Regions from separate parts of the Anser cygnoides genome. Here region 1 is linked to region 2. A link is a contact called in public Hi-C data. All regions are on one chromosome and are shown on one strand. The core of a region is the stretch at or near the end of the contact, and the rest is flanking DNA. Distances in the headings are between cores, read along the strand shown.

Region 1 (5,211 bases), core at 620-3,119, 160 kb after region 2:
TAAATACTTTAATAAAAAGCTTTTAGTGGTTTTCTCTCTAGTTCTTCTGCTTCCCCGAAGAAAAAGAAAGGAAACCAGCCAACTTTTCTGAATCCAGTACTTTGTATTTGGATGGTCTTTCTTTTCCTAAGAGAAAGTGAAGGAACAACTTGAGAGTCTGAGCCATGACGGACAACCCTATGAACAAGGCAAGCCATACTTCTAAGCAGAAGAAAAGCCCTGAATAGGTTTGCATTCAAGTCAAAGCTGGAATTTTTCCCTAGTCTGTAGAACCTGACTCCACAAAGCATCACTGGGAATCTTTTAAATCCAGAATAACCCTATAGCAAGACACACTCTCTAGAAGGAACACAATGCCTAAAATCCTCCATCAATTCCCCAAGCTACGTGACCCTTCTCCCACATCAAGTCGAAAGCAGTGCCTGGCTTTTCAGATTCCTCCGAAACTAGTTCCACTCTCCTACTTTCACCAGCTGCCTCCACACACACAGCCACCTCCTCCTTCGGCCCCTGCACCTCTGCATCCTCCTCCAGCACTGCTTCTCTGGCAGCCCCACCACGCTGGGGGATCCCTCCAGGCAGGAGCAGCCTTACCCTCCTCCCCTGACTCGCGCTATGGCTTGGTGCTACAGAAATAGCCTGTGGGATTTTGTTGCTGGTGTTTAAGGAGGAACCAGATCAACACCAGATCACCCCCATCACACGCAAGTTAACTTTAGCTGATGTTCTGAACATAAGAGCCTAGGACTCCAGGCCCCCATTTCTCCTTCTCTGTGCACACAGTTGCCAAGCTGCAACTTGGCATAGCCCAGAACACAGGTCCCTTTGCTTCTCACAAGTGGATGTCTGTTAGATTAAGACAAAGCAAGCTAACATCTTCCTTTTCTGAAACTGATAAATCTAAGACAAATATCAGTGCTTTTGTATGTGTGGTTTTATTTCAATGATTTTCTCAAAAGTGACAATAAAAAATGGATATGGGATTTACAGTGGTACCCTTCTGTATCTAAGGTTAAATGAATCCACCCACAGCTAAAAAAAACACAAAACAAAAAACATTTAGGTATAACTTGAAATGTCAAGTCAGTTGAGCTGGCTTGGGCGGCAGCAAGTACAAAAGTACAAATGGGCGATGTGCAAGTTGCAGGATCAGGCTCCAGTGCGCCACAGCACTGCTTGTCCCCTGGGACCCTGTACGATACAGGATCACTTAGGGATAGTCTACAGTACAGTTTCTTCACAGCAGTTGTCACACAGGCCCTGGATTTCACTCTTCTAAATCTCTCCCCAGATGTTCAGAAGAAAAGCAAAGCAAACAAAACAAATCCTGAAGTGATACAGATGCTGCTTTAATAGAACATGGAGGTTTCTTTTATACTGAAAAGCGTACTTAAATACTATATTTGAAATATTACACTGCACACAGACATAGCTGTTCCAACTAACCAGGCTCTGTAATGAGGTATAAAAGCTACAGAAGAAAACAAATATACTTAAATACAACTAGTCCTGCTTTTAAGTTGCCATTTGATTGCACATCCAGAAAAACCTTGGTTTTAAATAAATCTCTCTAGTAAGCAGCAGATATGTTAGCATTTAACTGAGATAAGTGAAGTTTCAAAGACAGATGGTCTCATATCTCTGTAAGGTTCAGAAATTTAAAATGCCCAGTTCAAAAGTGGGTTGAGCATTGCCAATATTAGTCAAGCTTTTAGCTGACATTTGTGACTACCTTAACAAAAATGAATTGATTTCTGATCGTAGTGTCAGGATTAAACTTATCTGAACACACCCTGGATCTCTGCAGTCCAGGTGTTGCCCATGTCACAGTCACACTGCCTTTGTTTCATACGTCATGCTGTCAGGAAGCCAAAGAGGTCAGAGAACAGGACCCAGCTTAATCTCTGCCATGCGGAGTTCCTGGAGGAGTCCACAGATGAAAGAGTCCTGGTCTGATCCTGCTTGCCTGCCAAAGATAATCTGAGTGCCTCTCATGCATGCGGTGAGTCAGACACATCTGGTGCAATCTGCCAACCAAGTGGAAATTACTGCTCCAATGTTGTAAACAAAGCCTGATGCTGCTGGGTCCTGTCGACCAAACGGGCCTCATTCATGCTGGCAGTTCCTTGTCTGCGCTGCATCTTTTTCACTTCACCAAGCATTTGTAGAACAAGACCTAGAACAGATGAGTCCACATTTCTAGACCTGTCATTGGCCTTGGAGCCATACTGCCTCGTGAAATGTATCCATTTCCCTTTGAGTGAAAAACAAACAAAAACCACAGCAAGTCGGCCCTTGTAAATTAATAAAGTTACAGCTAACCTACAAAGCAGCAGATACTCATTTGCAGTAAGGTGTCACTTAGGTGATGAAACCAGAGGCCTTATCTTCAAGAAATATATTTCCACAGGAGGTTCAAGGACACTTCTCTGCACAAATTCAGTCTCTGCAGATGATAGCTAAACACTTCACAAAACATTATGAAGCCAGAAAGAAATATGATGTGAATTAGAGCTAAAAACCAAAGCACTGACCCCAACTCACAGAAGTCTGTTACTGGCATTTCTGAGTACAACTGTGGAAGATCATACTGTAGTACCTGTATTAAAATAAACGAAACTTCCAATACTAGCTCACCTATTCAATAGTTTTATTCAATTGATACAATTTACATGGCAGAAATGGTCACTTATTTTCTAAAATGAGAGCAAAAGCTGTCATGGGCATGGGAAGGCACTGATCAGTCAAGTCTGCATGTTCCTCAGGCAAAATCAAGTCCCCAAGGCACAGGGCTTTCTGCACTTTGCAATTTAGTAAATAGAAAGCGAAAGAGGTTTTGTGTTGTTTTACCTGGAACAGGGTGCACTGTGTTTTTTTTTTCCTCTCCTGTGTTTTTTTTTTTTGTTTTGTTTTTTGTTTTAATTTCACACTATTTCAGCTATACCCAGATTTGAATTCTAGAACTCTGGGAGGAACTTATTAATTCACCTCCTCCAAGAACATTCTTCTTTTCAATGCCCAGGCTCCTCCTCTGATCCATGAAAAGCAATGCCATAAATTACCACATGAAAGAAATATCCTTAATCATTAAATTAATGACATTTTAAAAAGGACTTTTAAATAATACTCCTAATGAGTCAAAAAAAATGGCATTATAAACCCAAATCACCTTTACTCCCAGTAAAAGGAAACCAAAGATGAAGACGCCCTGCGAGATCCTCCTAACACTTCCATCACTACAATTCTCTCCACAGAGCTAACCCCACCATCTCTCAAGGACCCTGTACAGGTTTATGGTTCAGGTATGGTACAGGAAACGACAGCTCACTGACAAGCCTGTCGCCCGCAGCTGAAGCCGGTGTCGCATTCATGAAGACCTGAGAGCTCCTGTCTTCTCCTACCCTCAGAGATCCCCCCCATACAGCTTTACATCTCCCCCCTCCCGAGCAAGAATAGAGGGAACAATGCTGTCATGGATATAACTCCATCAGGCAGTGGGAATATCTGACAACAGCCAGATATTGGTGAGCTTTCCTCTTCAGTGTGAGGGAAAATCGTTCGTCTCTTCCCTGGATAGGTGCCTCTGTCAGATTCTCTGTCACAATTCAGACAGGCAGGAGGCAGCTCTTGGGAAGCTGCAACCTTTCCATCTGTGGGGTTTGGTTTTTTGTTTTTAAAAGGGGCATTGGGGGCAGCAGGGAGAACCCACTGATGTGACTTCCAGCAACAGAGCAAGGGAGGCACCCAACTGGAAGGAAAAGGCAGCGTCACATCTCTCAGGCAAGAGGCGATGACATCCTTTGTGCCCGTCATGTCCAGTTCATGTAGCACGGTGAACCCTGCACCCAGCATTTGTCGTGCAGGCCTGGCAGTCAGAGCCCTGATTCTGCCTGCTTTCCTTCACTGAGGAAATCCATCTGTGCTTTCCCTCTGCTCTGCTTTATTCTTGCAAGTACTTTTCTCCAGAGGAATAAAAAAAAATAGAGCCAGGAAAAGAACAGTAAGGGGCAGATTTCTATCTGTTTAAACTAACAAGATGACTCAGAAGCTGACCCCTCCTCACCAAGCCTTCTACTTGTCAAAAGGCTACATAACAAGAGGTCTGCCTGGTCAGCTCTGCTAGAGGAAAAAACAAACAGGTATGTGTGCACAGAGACATTCACCAGGTCACTGTAACTTATTCTGAGACATGAGACCTCATCAGCCTCCCCCTCATCCCCACCGGTGTTGCTACTTGCCTTTACAGCTAGCTGTCTGATGTTCAAGGACTTGGACACTGCTTTGGTCCCCAGCGTACCATCCCCGATCAGAGGAGAGTCTGGCAGGGGGAATGTCAGAGTTCAGAGGAGTGACAGAGAGGGTTTGCAGCAGGAAACCATGACCAGCAGCACAAAACGTGGGTCACCCTCAGGATACAACAGCAGCCGTGAAGCATGAGCCCACTGTACAGGTAGGTAAGCTAGGAACCCAACAAGAGATGCAAACTGCTGTTAGCACTTTTGGCAGCCACCATTTTCTCCAGGCAGTTTTCCCAAGCTCTAAGGCGTTTCCACAGCAACATAAATTGCTGACTAACAAAACTTCTCAGACACTTCCAGTCCTCCTCTGCAGATTTCCAAGAAAATTGCACCTACAGCTATCCTGCTGTAAAACACTGACAGTGAATACTCAAAGGGAAAGTCTGCTCTGAACTGCTGGTGTCAAGGGCCTGATCCACAACTGTTAGAAAATGGATTTCCTCAAGACAGATCTTCCCTCATGAATACTTTATCTCAGGGGAATAAAATATTTTTCTCTCTTGGTAGACAAAATTCTTGCAAACATGAATGGAGACTAAGCCTGTGTAACAATTACAGCAACACTCCTGTGAGCCTGCAGATGGTTTGCAACGAGCAACAGGAGATAGCAATCTACTTTCCTTATCTGTGGGCCATTAAGTTCCCCAGCTAGATTTGGGAAAATTGCTGGGGCTAATGTAATGTCTACAATTAATCCAGTAGCACAGCACAGAGAGTGCACATCCTTGCAGCTACTAAACAAGGGCAGAGGTATATATATTTCTTCCGACAAATGGTATCCAGAAGTCAGCTGCTGCCTAAGGGCCTGGCTCTATCATGGACCGATGCACAAGCATTCCACTATCTGTGGGAGGATCAAAAGCAAAAGCCTCACCCTTTCTATTAAAGAGCAGTTCTGAACCAGAAGCAGTAG
Region 2 (5,105 bases), core at 527-3,026:
CCTGCGCCTCCATGCTGCCCCTTGGTGTCCCCTCACCCACGGCTGGATCTCTGGTCTCTTGCCAGACCATGTGCATGACATGGGCAGTGTATCAAGAGCGATGTAGAAAGATACAAACGCCCTGCTAATAAAACTGAGTTGCTTCTCTCCCAGTGATTTAACTGTACTGAATCTGATGCATGTCCCTGTATTACGCTACTTGTCATTTTCCCTCCCACCATTCTCTTTCCGCAGAAGAGCGTCCTGCATTTGTCACAACAGGAGATAATGTGCCCTGGATGCCAGTGCTAACAAACAAATAACCTGCTCTCATGCAGCGCCTGCCAGCTGGAAGTTTCAAGGCTCTTTGTAATCATTAACAGATTTAGCTTCGCAGCCCTGATCAGGAATTTTCATCTCTATTGTCAGAGGGGTAGAGGAGGGTCTGGAGGTGAAATGATGGGAAGGCAAGAGGAGAATTGAATTGCTCTGAGTACTGACTGTAGGTTCTCGTGATGTGGGGGAGCTACTTCAGTGGAAGAGCACGGGGCTGGGATTAAGCTGGTCAACAATCTTTGCTCCCAACTCTTCCTCCCACCTCCCTACTGAGGAGTGCTGCTCCATGCCTTTACTTCCCCATCTGCAGAAGGAAGGTAGTGACCCACTTCTTGTAAGAACTTCTGAAATATACAGATGATATGTGCTGTTATGGGAGGTACTGGAGCATAGGGCCCTACCAGAAAAATACTGTTTGGGATTTCAGAAGGTCATCTCTTAAGAAGACATGGACATTCAAATGCCAAAGATAGCAGCGTAACATCGATACTGTGTACACTAGGAAATGGGAGCTGCGTAAAGGGAGAAGCACGGAAAGCAAGGAGGAGCAGCACTGGGAGTCTTTCCCAAGTTAATCACACAAAGCCAGACACCAGGCTCCTGTTTTAGAAACCCTGAAGTGGGAATTGTCACTAAGGAGCCCAGGAGCCATGGTCAATCAATGTAAAGAGGAGAAAGGGCTAACGAGCACAGCTGTGCACCTCTGCTACCCCAGCCTAAGCAGGTGAGCTGCGTTAAGTGGTGCTAATGTAGCCATTAAACAACGTTAATGGAGCTACGGGCTCCTGGTGAGGTCCATTTTCTCCTGTCAGGAGGGAAGGAGGAAAGTGGTAGAGGGATACGTTGAAGGTTGCAGTGTTGCCTTTTCTTTGTTTTTGCTATGTTATCCGGTTAGAAGATGCTCTTTTTTATTACATATAGATCCCTAATCAACAACAGAGATCCATTATTATTCCTCCCATCTGTATCTGCAAATGCATGCAACAATTCTGAGAACAGGCTCTTGCCTTCGACGAGAGACTGCTGGGGCGAGGACGAGGACCCAGCTCACCCCCGACACCCGGATTGATGCGTGACCTCGTTGAGCTCAGCTGCTCCTAGCTCAGCAAGCAGGGCCTAGAAAGCACTGAGGGCCCTGCAGGGCTCATCAGCACTCTGCTCATCCTTCTTCTCCTGGCTCCCATCCCTGCTCCCGCTTTCACGGATGGTACCATCGGGAGCCTGAGCACGGCGGGGATAACCCCGACTGCTGCGGAGGGATGCTGTGGCTCTCCCCTCGGTGCTAGCTCTGCTCCGGGAGCCTTCCCCCGCTGCAAATCGGCCCCGGGGCGGCGGGGCCAGGCCAGGAAAGCGTTAACCTTCCCTGCAATGCTGCATCCCAGCTCACGGTGGAGCTGCCTTCCTCTCTTCCACCCCCAACTTCCAATTCACTCCAAACAACTCCGGGACAGAATTGCAGGGAAAAGCTGGAGGTTCAGCCTCGACTTGTTGATCTCCGTTTACGAGGCAGCAGAAGGAAGCACCGGAGCTTTCCTTTGTGTCCTCGCCGGGAGAGGGGCGGGGGAAAGGGGGCAGATGCGGCTTCGGCGTTGACGGCGGGCAGGAGCGAGGAGCCGCAGCCGAGGGAAGGCCTCGGAAAAGCTTCCTGCCGAGGGATCCGATTTACCTCCTTTCGCTTCCCCTCCCCCTGGGCTCCGCGGACAGACGGGAGCGCGGCCGCCATCCCTGCGCCTCGAGGCTGCCCGCGGGGGGATGCGAGCGGGGCCGCCCCGGCTGCCCGCCCCGCCGCACCATGTAGCCGCCCTCGGCCCCGCACAGCCCCGCACCGCCTCGCTGGGAGCCCGCAGGAGGAGGTAGGTGCGGGCCGGGCTCGGCCCGGAGGAGGGGAGCCTTCCCCCGGCCGGGGAGCAGCGGCCGCATTTCGCTGCCGGGGTGGGGGGCACTTAGCTCGGCGGGGAGAGGGGCCGAGCCCCCCCGGAGCTGCGCGGCTGGGCAGGGAGAAGCCGTTCCTTCCTGCGCCGGGGTTTCTCTTCGTGCCATCTTGTGTAAGCAACAGTGCTCGGGGCTGTTCTAAGCCGCCCGGCTTTGCGAGGAAGGCTCGGGGGTGGTTCTTATTCCCGTTTTCGTTGGTTTCCCTCTTATGCAGAGGGCTGCGTGGGGTGGGGGGTGGGCGTCCCTGGGTAGCCCGGAGAGGTAGAGTGGCTGGAAATACTCCCCCGTTCCCTTCCCCGGCGCTTTCCTCGGGGAAATCTGCGGGGCTGGAGTTATAAAAAGCCTCTGCTTCTCCCTGGCTCCTACGCGGAGGGGAGTTGCCTCGGGAGGGTCGCAGGGGCGGCCGGGGGCCAGCGGTGGCGGGGCCGCTTCTCTCCGGGATGGGGGCCAAGGCGGCAGTACCTCCGGTGGCTGTCGGCCCGGCTCCTTTCGGGCCGCTTCCCCTCGCAGCACCGCGCAGAGCCCTTTAATCCACCAATTCCCAGCCATTCTTCCAGAAGCAAAAAAAAAAAAAAACAAAAAAAAACCCGCACCGGGGCTGTGCCCAACCTCCTCTCCCCCAGCACCGCGCGTGCAGCCGACCCTAGAGGGGACCCTAGGCACAGCTCCTAGATCCCAAGGCGGTGGGTGGTGTGTGGGGGGGTCAGAGCCACCGATTTCGGGGGGGGGGGGCATCACCCATCCGCCACCCGGGGGAGCTCAGCGGCGGCTCCTCCGGCGGCCACGTGGGCGCGGGCGCCGCGTTCAGCACCAGGGGCGCGGACAGCGCCTGCCCGCGGCCGCCCGCCGGGGCGCCGAGCGCGGTTCAGCACCACGGGGGCGGACAGCGCCCGCCGCGCCCCCTGAGCTGATTAACGGGGCCGGGCGCTGCCCCGCGGGGATAAGGCCGGCCTCGGGCCCCATGGTTGGCTTCTCTTACAGCTCCGGGGCATGGAGGGGAAGGAGAGGTGAGGAGAAGCCGGCCCCCCCCTCCCCTTCCCTCCCCCGCCAGCCCTCGCCCCGCGCCGCGCCTTGGAGCAGCCAGCCTGAGGGGGACCAGAGATGCCTCTGGGGATGAATAAGCATGGATCTCGCTCTACTACCTCTTTGCCTCCGGACCCCACGGAGATCGTCAGGAGCAAGGCCTGCTCCCGCAGGGTCAAGCTCAACGTGGGGGGGTTGGCCCACGAGGTTCTCTGGCGGACCTTGGACAGGTTGCCGCGGACCAGGCTGGGTAAGCTCAGAGACTGCAACACGCACGACTCCCTCATGGAGATCTGCGATGACTACAACCTGGAGGAGAACGAGTACTTCTTCGACAGGCATCCCGGGGCATTCACCTCAATCTTGAACTTCTACCGTACTGGCAAGCTGCACATGATGGAGGAGATGTGCGCCTTGTCCTTCAGCCAAGAGCTGGACTACTGGGGGGTGGACGAGATCTACCTGGAGTCCTGCTGCCAGGCCCGCTACCACCAGAAGAAGGAACAGATGAATGAGGAGCTGAAGAGAGAAGCCGAGACACTGAGGGAAAGGGAAGGGGAGGAATTTGATAACACTTGCTGCGCTGACAAAAGGAAAAAGCTCTGGGACCTCCTGGAGAAGCCCAACTCCTCCGTAGCGGCCAAGGTAAGATCTCCACGTCTTCTCAAGTCTTGTGTATGTTGGCTTATGACTGCAGAGATGGTTACATGAGGTGTTGCCCTCCTGCTCTTGCTTTAGTGTCTGGGCAATTGTGGCTCAGTAGATGCTGTGAGAGAAGGGGAGAAAGACCTCCCAGATGTGAACGAGGCTTAACGTATGTTTTTTGGGTAGTTTGGAAGGTATCTGGTTTGTGCTTCTCTGAGGGCCACCTAGGCTGGTCAGTGTGGGAGCAGCTCCACGGAGCCCTGGGTCAGCATATGCTGATTGCTGGGGCTGGAGATTAGTAGGTTTGTTATTCTGTGGTCTGTCTTGATGCATTGTGTAACAGAGATTGCTTTGGGCCCAAAACATGTGTGTATCCTACTGCTTAGCTGAACTGTTTTCTTTAAAAGAGGAAATCTACTTGAATTCCCAGACCCAGGTCCAGTTCAGAAATAATGCATTCCCTTTTCGGATGACTTCAAAATTTTGTGAAATGCATCTCCTAGATATGTGTATCACGTACTCCTAGGCTGCAGGTCTGCTAAAGCTAGCATCTGAATTTCTTCCTTTACCTGATTCTAGACTATTTTAAGTCTCCCTGTACAAAGCTGCTGCAGCTCTGTCCCTGTCAATAGCTGAAGTGCTGCAACTCTGAAGTTGGTGCCAGTGCAACAGATCTATTTGAAAGCGTTTGGAAGATAAGATCCTCGTTAGGAGAAACCAATGTCAGAGTTGGCTCTGATAATTTAGCTGTCTCATGTTAGTCACATATTCTTCACTGAGGAAAATCTCTGTGAACACAGTGATTCTGTAACCATGGGGACAAAAGTAAGGGGGGAGAGGTTGAAAACTGTAGGATGGATAACTGGAAAGCATGAGAGACTGAGCAGCAGGGACCAAAACTTGCATTTTCTATGTACCGGCATCCTCACAGTATGGCAAAGAAGTAGAAAGCAACATTACAGAGGTGGCTGAGGCCTATCTCTTTTGTACATGCATTTGCAACTACAAACCCTAGCTCCATCCCTCAGGAAGCCTGGCTTTGGAGGGCTACTTAAGAAAAAAAGCTTTTCCATTCCCTGTCTCATCTCCCAGAAATTTTGCACACCACGAATGGAGAGCATGTGTGAAGTTTTGGGAAGGGATTTTATTAGGTGTGGAGCTAAATGGCTCATTCTGGCAGGGGAAGGGAA

Evidence for each region. Hi-C and Micro-C count contacts between places; a contact is called where the count stands out from the background.
Region 1: a contact with region 2 is called in a Hi-C map of granulosa cells, with 2.2 times the contacts expected there. The contact joins the enhancer-like site here to the promoter of KCNB1 in region 2. A contact is called at or near these places in 3 of 7 Hi-C or Micro-C datasets (granulosa cells and liver).

What each region holds. Positions count from the first base shown.
Region 1 is chr16:9,139,387-9,144,597 of Taihu_goose_T2T_genome, forward strand. No RefSeq gene overlaps it. Among named protein-coding and RNA genes, the nearest start is that of STAU1, 51 kb to the right of the region's middle. Within about 2 kb of position 1,870, at least 1 of the 3 cell types and tissues checked has open chromatin away from gene starts, as enhancers often do.
Region 2 is chr16:8,975,547-8,980,651 of Taihu_goose_T2T_genome, forward strand. KCNB1 (potassium voltage-gated channel subfamily B member 1) reads left to right here and starts at 1,777. Exons shown (of 3, transcript XM_013189816.3): 1 at 1,777-2,168; 2 at 3,229-3,915. The coding sequence starts at 3,349.